2 separate regions of the Zea mays genome follow, and region 1 is linked to region 2. The links are chromatin contacts, called in public Hi-C maps. All regions are on one chromosome and are shown on one strand. Each heading gives the region's core, a stretch centred on a gene start, on an enhancer-like site or on the middle of the called end of the contact. The rest is flanking DNA. Distances are from core to core; before and after follow the strand shown.

Region 1 (5,850 bases), core at 2,467-4,966, 240 kb after region 2:
CCTCCGGGGTTCGGCAACCGCCCCAGAGCACTCGGGCTCCGAGCCCTTTACTGATCAGGGGTTCGAAGGCTGGCCCTTCGGAAGGGTTCGACAGCCGCCCCAGAGCATGCAGAGTTAGGGATGACCTTGGGTACGTCTGTTACATGGCCGAGGCTCGGGCTACGCTCCCGAGGTACCCTAGGACATTTCCGAGACCAGCGGGAACGATTTGTAACGGAATTCCACCGGAGGAAGGCATCGAGCCCTCGGACCCTATCGAATGGGTCCGGGTCCGGCAAATCACCTGCAGGTACTTTTGGAGCGCGCCTCTGGGCCACTAGCCGACCCTTAGCGAATGGGGCTCAGACGTCCACTTGGATCACCCGTTAGCAGCTCACCGGAAACACCATGTTCGGTGCCCCCTGGGGGTAACATGGCGCTTTCCCCCCTTCCTCCTTGCGAAAAGGCGACGAAGGGGCGTATAATAAAAGTCGAGACGGTCCTTGATCATCCTCTCGCTCCGTGCAGAGGCTCGGGGGCTGCTCTTGCACCAGGCTACGGCCAAACTGTTGACCACATCAACAAACCAGCGTGAAAACTCGAAGCCTGACCATGCACTCGGGCTGCAGCCGGGCCGCATGAGGGAACGACAAGGCTGACCGAGGCATCACAAAAAGGATTAAGACCTCGGAGGAGTCAAACCACTCCTCCGAGGCCTCGGGGGCTACACCCGGCGGGTGCGCTCGCGCGCACCCACCGGAACAAAGCATAACCCAGAAGGGCCGGTCCTCTTGCAAAAAATCCGGCAGAACCTCCAAGTGAGTGCCTACACTTCCTTCGAGGCTCGGGGGCTACTATCGGGACTGTAATTAGGGGTACCCCCAATGCACCTTAATCCAGCTGGAAAACATCTTCAGAACAAACCATAAACGGTCGATAAAGCGCGAGCTTCGTCTATCGAGGGACGCGACCTCATCCGAGCCCAGCCTCGGGCAAGGGCAGTAGTCTCGAACAAATTCACGCCTCGCCCGAGGGTCCCCTCAGTCAGCAGACGCACCCTCGGCTCGCCCGAAGCACAGCTCGGGCAGACTTTGTCGTGCAGCGACCTCGTCTGAATCGCCTTACCAACCGACCGTATCGCATGCGCATTTAATGCGGGGATCGCCTGACACCTTATCCTGACACGCGTGCCTCAGTCGGCAAGGTCGAAGTGACCGCAGTCACTTCGCCCCCTTTACTGACCGTTCTGACAGGAAAACAGCGCTGTTCACCCCGCTCCGGCAACTGCGAGCCACCAGGGAAAGGCTGACAACGGCAAGTCACGACCTCCCTCGAGTTCGGCCTCGGGCGCAACCGGGAGCTCCGTCTCACCCGACCCCGGCCTCGGCCTCAACCTTGGCCTCGGGAGAAGGTCTCCGCCTCGCCCGACCCTGGGCCTCGGCCTCAACCTCGGCCTCGGGAGAAGGTCTCCGCCTCGCCCGACCCTAGGCCTCGGCCTCAGCCACGGCCTCGGAGGAGTCGCCGCCTCGCCCGACCTCGGCCTCGTATCAGCTACGCTACAGGGGATCCATCATTGCCCTACCCTTAGCTAGCCGCCTCAGGCTACGAAGGAACAAGACCGGTGTCCCATCTAAGTTACTCCGGTAACAGGTAATGATGGCTCCCCGCGTGCGCCCATGACGTCGGGTGCTCTCAAACCCCCTACGGAAGCAAGGAAACGTCAGCAAGATCCATGCCGCACCGCCAGATATGCGTCTACAGGGCTTAAGGCACTCCTCCGACGACCACGTCGGTACATCTACAGGGCTCAAGGCGCTCCCCCGACGGCCACGTTATTATCTGTACAGGGCTCAGGGCACATCCCTGCCAGCCACGTTAGCTCCAAGCTACACCCCCATTGTACAGCTGGGCATCTCCTTGTGTCTATAAAAGGGGGTGTCCAGGGCCCCGCGGGGGGGGGGGGGACGCGAGACGGGAGACGAACGTGCAACGTACGAACACACGACGCGGACGAGCGGAGGCAGCCAGAATAGGAGAGACGCGGTGTAGGCAGCCCCAAACGGCCCGCCTCAAGGCCGTACCCTCTCCTTCTCACTCCCTCGCTTCTCACTCTCACTCTCTCTCGCTCTCGCTCTCCCGTAACGCTTGTAACCCCTACTGCAAGCGCCCCCTGGTGCAGGATAATATAAGCCTCATCCCATCGCTTGTGTTCCATCTTGCATCGACCCATCAGGACAGGGGCACGCGACACTAAAATTCACTAGTCGGTCCGGCTGAGGACCCCCCGGGTCCGAAACACCGACACATATTCATACATATTCTTTAACATTTCATTTCTTTATTTATCTAGCGTCTTATATATTTAGTTGTAAACTTTCAATTCTGATAAAATAATTACTTGCTTTTCTGATTAAGTCTTAGATGTTACAAAGAAGTATCTTTTTATAAGAAATGGATGTGATGGAGTTCTATTCTTCATTAAGTAATCATATTACCTCTAAGATATATAAGTGCTAGTTTGGCAACCCCATTCTACCAAGAGATTCATATTTTCCTAAGAGAAATTAGTTCATTATTTTTCGTTGGAAAAATGAGAATTCTTTATATTGTTATTTTGGTCGACTTTATTTCTCGATAATTATCAGACATGTGAAATTAAATATATATCAATGTATTTGTTTATGTTTTTGCAGATAAAATTAACATATTATTTATATTTATATATATCATAAAAAGGTGTACACTACAAGGCTCTCAAAATCATCGGACGGAGGCTGACACCATCAAGCTCATCAGCAAGCTGGCTTGAAATTTGTCCAACTGCCCAGGGCTTGCAACGAGCAACGACGGCGATTGGTCAATTTGTCCGGACCAGCTGAGTCCATCAATCGTCCTCGTCCGGCTGCAGTCCCCGACTCCCAGTCCAAGTGGATGCCAGTCCAGAGCCGTGGAGGTCGGGGTGGGGCCGTGGGGGTGGGGAGGCAGCACGGCAATTGCAATCGGAGGGAACTAACACTAACCTGCGTGTCCGTAGCCCCGAGCCCCCGACTCCGAGCGCGCGCCGTGCACGAAACGGAAACGTGGGGGGACGAGGCGACTTGGGCACTCGGCTGATGCTTTGCTACAGGTTCCAGCTGAGAAAAATAATGTGTAGCGTTACTGCACTGCGCCACTCTCTTCGTACACGAGCTGCTTCAATATCTGGTACCACTCACTACTCTCGGCGTCTCGTGGTCGCATTGCGTGCGTTGTGATCATGGGACATGCCAAGTTGCTAGCCAAGCATCCCTTTGCGGCAAAGCAAAAAAAAAACATTCAAACGCGGCCGGCCGAAAGCCCATTATGTGTCTCTCGGTGGCCGCCTACGGGGGCAGCACCGCCGGAAAGGAAGCGACGACCTTTTTATTCTTCTTTCCTCTTTTGGCTGCAAAAAGAGACGCGCAACTTGCGCTGCACACTGCGGTGGAGAGTGGCCAGCCCAGAAGAGAGGAAACGAAACGACCCCAAGACTCCCCTCCCCTGTCGGAGTGACAGACACAGAGACTAGCTGCACTGCTTCTTGGATTTGGTATACTAGAATTTGTCCAAGTAGATTCTGCCCAAACGGCCTAACAAATTGTTAGAGGCATAGGCCCACCAACCACAACCGGTGCCGGTAACCCATCAACAGCCCGGCCCGTAAGAACTTTGAAGGCCCATCTAGCCTCCAAAGACCACCTCTCCTCCACTCCCGACGCATCTCGCCGTTCTTCGGCTCATCTGCGACGGCCGTCGTCGCACCGTACCATCACCGGACATGCCGTCTCCGCCGCGGCCGCTCGCGTCGCTATGCCGCGCCCGTCTCGTGCTCTTCCTCGTCCCGGCGCTCCTGCTGCTGCTCCCCTCCACGGCGCGCAGGTACGCCTCCTCACCCCTCCCCCGCCTTGATCCGCTCCGGCCTCCCTGTCCCCCCACTCCCGCTCCCGCTCCCTCCTGACAGGCGACAGCCCCGTGCAGCGCGGGGGACGAATCGGCGAGGGCGCTTAGCGTCGGCGAGGAGCTCGTGGCCGAGACCATGCCGCTGCGCCACGGCCGCCGGGTCTACAGGATCCACGGGCTGCGCCCGTCCGCGTGGTACGAAGTCAAGATCTCCTACCCGGCCTCCGTACGATCAGTGCCCTTCTTCCCGTGATGACAACATCGAATTCCCGTGCAGGGGTTGTAGTTAGTTTCACCGTCGCAGCATGCTCGTCGTGTCTCTGACGGCGGTGCCTGTGTCTGTCTGTAGATACCGTCGAGCTTTTCCATTCGGCTTGTGGACGACTGGGGCAGCAAGAACAGGAGGCTGCTCAACACGGAGAAGATAATTTTCAAGGCTGAGAGCAGCAGCCCGGTTAGTGTTGAATGCCGATCAGACATTGAGCTGAATTTGTCCGTCGCCTGCGGAATCTTAATGGCATTCCTTTCCTCGGTTAGGCAACAGCTTTATGTGATTGATCTGTTTCAGGTTTATGTTCTTGTCACTGTGGAACCTGAGGGCGTGGTGGCGAAGCCAAACGTGCCAGAGAGGGAGCTTGCGCTTTTTAACATTGGTACGGTAGTAGTCTCTCTCTCTCTCTCTAATCCATTCCGGTCCTCCTTTATGATATCAGAGATCAGACTAGCCAAACATGTTACAAACTTTACCAAGTCTATGTATGAGCTGTGTGAAGCTCTTGGCATTCCTGTGCAAAACCATGGGATGAACCAGCCCGTTGAGCAGCGTCAAGCATCATGCGTTTCCGAACTTGGTTCATCAACACTCATTGGTTGTTACTATACACAGCTCATCTAGGAACTGGCAGCTTTGGAAAGATCGCATGGAATCCTAATAGGCTTGACCGCTTGATGCAGTTTGAGAAGCTGAGCTTCAGCCTAATCCTACAGTACTGACTAACAATTCCTACGCATTTTACTCTGGACTTCCTTGATTCATTGATGCAAATGCCTTTTTTTTTTGTGGATGCCGTCATTGGTCCTACTAATGGATACTTTGTGAGTGAATGGTTGGGTTTTGGGTATTCCAATGCATTTGCCATGAGTTTCTTACTGTTCCCGTGTAACAAACACTAATAAGCGTCTAATCCTTGTGGACCTGGAGCTGTTAAATATTACTCCAGCTTCTATCGCCTGCCCTGCCCTGCCCTGCTCTACCAGGCATTTATGATGCAACGGCCTAAGAGGCACACTCGATCATGTCACTGACAGGTGATATCTGTTTTTTTTTCGTGCAGTTTGCGATGAGCTTATGCTCGGGATTCCACACTTTGCCTGGTGGGCTGGGATTGCAGCGCTGCTCTGCATCGTGCTGGCGGCACTGGCACCACTCGTTCTCCCGCTGCACAAGCTTCTGAGCTGCGAAGGCACGGAGCTGAGCGAAAGTGATGCCGCTAAGATGTCATGACTCGCGAGAGATGATGCAATGCAGGCAACTGTAGCGATCTTCTCCATTCCTGACGTTTCAAGCTTGGTTGTTGTACCATTGGAGTTCGGTGCTGTACGCGTGTCCACGTCAGTCCTGTATCGACGGAGTCACGGAGCGCAAGTGCTGGACCCTCAGTCTCTGTTGGTATATATATTTTTGATACGGAACGGTCGGGAGAGAGGCCTAGTTTGTTTTAGGTTCCACATGTTTCAGGTGCCGTGATAATAATAATAGGCAAGGCAAGGCACCGTCAGTTGCACGTGCGACCGAGCTGTAAAATTTGTCTCCATCTTTGCCTCTTTGGACCGGCAAATCCCCCCTCAGCTCCCCCCCCCCCCCCCCCCCCCCAACACACACACGAGGCCACGACACCTGCAGTTGCAGGCGCTGGCTCCGATCTCCGATGAAACGAAACCCATGCCGGCCGA
Region 2 (5,035 bases), core at 1,928-4,427:
GCGATTGCAATGGTTAGTCAGTCAAAATGGAATCTCGTCGAACAAATCAAGTTGGTGGACATAATCAGAGCCATAGAACCAATCAGTCCAATTAATCGACATTGGACAACTTAATAACACTGGACCATTTCATTCACCATTTCAATACACTATCGCATATGTGGCACTATTGGAAACATCAATATGAAATCTTCCACTAAGAATGACCTAAGAGCCACACCAGAAAACATTGTGTAAAACAAACATGCTGTCATACCGCTAAATAGATTTAGTAAACAACAATGCAGTTCAGGAAAGGAGGAAAACAGAGTCAGCTCACAGTAAAATCTGGCAACAATTGAACCTGTCGTGAAAACATGATTCTAGGAATGTAAGATGATTGTAATGCCCCATCTAAGAGAACAGCCTGTTCATATACAAATTCAGGATAAATATGCAATGGGAACAACAGGACACAGGGCACCAAATATATGACATTAATCGACACTTATCAGCTCATACTTATTTACAAGATAACTACACATCTGGTCATCAACTTATCATCCTAAAGACTAAGGCGGACCTAGAAGGTCAAGGTATTAAAAATGAGTTCAATTATAACATTTATAAAAATGTCATTTTGTGAAAAATTGTAAAACAAAACCCATGTAGTGAGCATGTTTCTTCGAAGGTCACTCTATTAAACTATGATTAAGTATAGAAATTCATTTGCCAGTAATAATTTCGTAGATATAGTAACATTTATTAACCAAAAATGAGCACATAAAGCACATAAACATTAATTTAGTAGGTAGCAAATACCTTCCCCTCAGCAGTTCGAGCAGACAAGGCAATCTTAAGCCCCAGCCGCCGTACTTTCTTCTGCAGCTTGATTGCATGGCTTCGAGGTTTAGGCCCATGCATGGTTGCACCACCACGAAACTGTTATGTTCATAAATTAGTTGACTGAACTCCAAACTGGGTAGTATGTTTCAAGCAATCTCAATATGAATATATGTATATTATTCACGCAAATATAATAACTAACCTGGGCACCGCGCAGTGTTCCATGTCGTGCTTTTCCGGTTCCTTTTTGCGGGTAAGGCTTTCTTCCAGTGCCACTAACTTCACTGATAGTTTTAGTTGAGTGTGTCCCCTGTAAAGACAAAGAAGGGCCTAATTTATTAGAATACAAAACTGTCATTTTGTCAAGATGATATGCATCAGTCCAAGATTTCCATAAGTGAAGGCCAAGTAAAAAAATATTAAGTGATCCTATTGGTGCACCTGCTGTCTTTTAGCAAGCTGCCACCTTACTACTCGGTGAACAATGTCCTTCCTAATTGGAACATCAAAAACATCGCCATCCAAAACCATGAAGCCCTTGTCCTCATTATGGAAGTTTGTGACCCTAGCTACCAGGTCTTCATACTGCCCTGCAATATTATAACAAGCCAGAGGAATTAAAATCCAGCATATTCTTAATTCAAAATAAAATCAACATTATTCATAAATAATTGCAATACTGCAGAAGTGAAGTTTCATTCATGAATTTTGGTCTGGTTAGATAAGAAACAGTAACCAAAGCTTTAGCTGGCAAAAGATAAAATGGTAAGTCATATGATATATCATTTGTCGTTAAAAGAAAATTCAGAAGACTAGTGTTGAGACAAATCCACTAAAATGGTGATTTGAAATTAGTCCATAGGGGAGAACTCACCAAGCTCCCGATCTGGTGTCCACACAGTCCTGCTAGAAAGGAGTTCTGGTGGAATCAACACTTCATTTGGTGGAGCCAAAAGAGTAGAATACCCATTGAAAAAGAAACCTGGCAGATTCTGGAAATGGAACAAGTATTTAAAACAAAAGGTCAATGCAGAACTCACGTGCAATCAAATATACAAAAAACACATTTTCAAACAGAGAAAGGATAAAGATTTCTTAACAGATGATTGGGTGCAACAAGTTAGATCTTGGCAAAAATATAATAAAACTTCTATGTTGAAATCTTGATACCCAAAATGCTAACAGGACAAATATGATTTATGCATTCCTGTCAAATAAGTTAATGAAAAAAACTACAGAAGATTGGAGGATGTAATAGTTGTAGCTTTCCAGCGCATGTTTCAAAGCAAGGCTGTCGCCATTTCCGTTAACAAGAACGAAATAAAACAGGTTTGGGTTCAGCAAAGCAAAAGGAAAAACAGGAACAGAAAGACAATGAGCAGAGCAAGTTTTAGGGGGCAGGTAAAGCATCTGTCATCACATGTAATCCACTAATCCAAGATATATTCAGATATAAAGTTTGATAATAAAGCCAGATGTAAAATATCTTGTCCCCGAAGGCCTTGTTGAATGGCAACTGAATGCAGCATGAGGTAAACAGACAAATTTACAGGACTAGCCGCACAAGTAACGGAATGAATGGAAGAAGCAATTGGATTAATGTTCAACTGAAAAACAGGATTGCCACCTATTACCACAACTAATGTAGCAAATTCGTAGCTGGATGTGCTAGATGTTTCTCAAGCAAGGCACCAGACACAAAATTGACACCTGTGTGTGTGCGCGTGCTTAGATTGAAAAGGGACTATACTTTCGCTTCCCATCACAAGCCTTGGCATTGAGCGATCCTTGTAAATACGCAAACTAGCACAATCCTCAAGAGTGAACATAATTGCAGTTGAGTGAAATCATCAGATGTTTGCTAAACCACTAGATTTCAATCAAGCTTGAATACTCTTTTTTTTTCCTACGAATCAGGATTCAGGCAAGTGGATGAGCAATGCTGCACCTAAACCACAACTCCAGCCTGAAGCAGGCCCATTTCCCATTCTACAAGAGACCAAGCATCCGAACGCAAGAGCAGCTGCTGCTTAACACTTGCCCACAAACAGTCGCGGCTCCGGCCCACCCGAATCCCTCTGGATTCTAGAACCACCTAGATTTGTTAATCCCTTTTGTCGAATCAGTCGAGTGGGTTTGCGATACGCCGCACCGAGGACATGGGGAAGGAGGGAGGGGTCCAGACCTTCACGAGGCAAGGGCCTACGTTCCGCGGCGGATGGTACAGCGACGCCGTAGTAGGCGCGGACCCCGCGGCGCGGCGGAGCAGCGACGCGGCGCGCGCGAGGGCCCGCATCGGGTGGGGAGAGGAGGGGCACGCGGCGGCTGGAGTTGAGCCGGCGGACTGGCGGCGGAAGGGAGCGCGGAGCCACGCACACCGATCCGCGTGGGCTGTCCCTCCCTTTTGCTTGTTCGCTTGGGCCTTTCAGCAACAGCACGCGCTCAAGCCCACACAGACTACGGCCTGCTCCCGGGCCGCGGCGCCACATGTTCATGTAGGACCGCTCGGTCGAGATGGGTGGGCCGATAGCTGCCGGTCTAGGTCTATGCCATTACGTTACGTCGTTGTTGCAGCACCGTTTACACCATAGAGTTTGGAGTAGAAGATGAAATATAAGGGTATGTACAGCGTTGTTTAACACGGCGTGTCTTATACCGTGTCTAGGGAGGTAACTGTAAAATTTCCGAAGACTCGATCCTTGGCGAAGCCACCGTTCCTCGCGCATGGCTCGAGGCAAAGATACGATGTTGTCGCTTCGTTGTACAACGCTGGTCGTCTCTTCGGCATTCGGTGCTCCCGTTCATCTGTTTGGTCATCACTTTTGCATCACTAGTCTCATCCATCCGTTTTGCCATGAATAAAAAAAAACAGGTTCTCCCGTTCGTCACCCGGCCGTCGCCGCCGCCATCCCTTCCGGCTCCACGTCCAACTGCCGTTACCCCTCTCTTCCAGATGCCCTCCCCCACCGCGAGATTCCCCATTCACGTTCCCCTTGCTGCTGGCAACAACATCCCCTCCCGAACCCCCTCCCCCGCCGGCACACACTTCACTATCCTCTGATTAGTGAAGTATGGCAACGATACGATGGACATTAGATCAATCATATATGTATATTTCATATTGCAAAATTTATCAGCTATGTGATACATTTATGTTGAAACCTCTATGTGATACATCTAATTATTGGTTTTAATTATTATCTGTGTCTGAATGCATTTTCACTCTCCTCTGATGCATTTTCATCAGCCTCTGCCCTCTGCAGACCTCTGGGCTCTCTCGTTACCTTAATTTTCTGCACCTGAATGTGAACTGTAACATCATTTCTTTTCCCACAACATGCCAAAGCAACTTCTCTAGTTCACCCCTTTGATTTTACCATATCTGCATCTCAAGCGCTACTCTGAAAATACTGTAGCATTCTGAAACTGTTGTCTAGATCCTCATCAGTTTATTCAGCAAAGTGAGTAATTCAGTTTGAGGTTCGGAGGTTCAGTTTGTTCAGCAATGCGCTACTCTGAACAGCAGTATAAAGTCAGAAAACAACGGTGTGAACCTGCAGTGTATACAAGTGCACAATGGATCAGTCACCATTTAATACGATGAATTTGAAACATTAATTAAGATGTAAGATTTTAGATATGTCTTTTTGTACTGAACTGTGTCTTAGGTGTGTTTTATACTTGGAGGACCGTGCCGTGGTATCTATATTGTACATGTCCTAAAAGCTGCTGGAGATAACTTTATTATGAAAAACTTGGACATGATATATGTTCCGAAGAACCTGCTGTCAATGCAACTATGGAAAAGCTTTACAAGAACATTGCTAGAATGGCAAAAATTTAGTTCGTTTTGTGCCCTACGAACAAGGAAGGGACGGAAGGTTTAAGACGGCGGCAGCAATAAACTCAAATAGGGATGGAAACGAGCTGAGCCGAGCCCGACGCGGCTTGGTGCAGCTACGAGGCGAGCTAGGCTCGGCTCGGTTATGTTGCAGCTTGACTGAGAGAATCGGCTCGGTAACGGCTCGCGAGACTCACACTAAATCATGTTTAGAGTATAAATTATATATTTTTTATTATATATAAAATAAAAAATTATGTATAATATTTTTTTAGACTACAATATAAGTGTATCACGTATCAAATTCAAGAAATTTAATAAAATAGTTCAAAACATAATAATAATAATATAGTATAATAGTATATTTGA

The links. A called contact is a pair of places that touch in the nucleus more often than the background predicts.
Region 1: a Hi-C map of leaf shows a contact between it and region 2, with 2.8 times the contacts expected there. The contact joins the promoter of LOC100275981 here to the promoter of LOC100280943 in region 2. A contact is called at or near these places in 3 of 25 Hi-C or Micro-C datasets (leaf and tassel).

What each region holds. Positions count from the first base shown.
Region 1 is chr1:296,814,879-296,820,728 of Zm-B73-REFERENCE-NAM-5.0, forward strand. It overlaps LOC100275981, which reads left to right and starts at 3,717. Exons shown (of 5, transcript NR_175401.1): 1 at 3,717-3,876; 2 at 3,976-4,092; 3 at 4,247-4,351; 4 at 4,466-4,550; 5 at 5,232-5,728.
Region 2 is chr1:296,577,853-296,582,887 of Zm-B73-REFERENCE-NAM-5.0, forward strand. It overlaps LOC100280943 (50S ribosomal protein L4-like), which reads right to left and starts at 3,178. Exons shown (of 7, transcript NM_001374362.1): 1 at 3,011-3,178; 2 at 1,700-1,817; 3 at 1,267-1,415; 4 at 1,028-1,135; 5 at 802-921. The coding sequence starts at 3,121.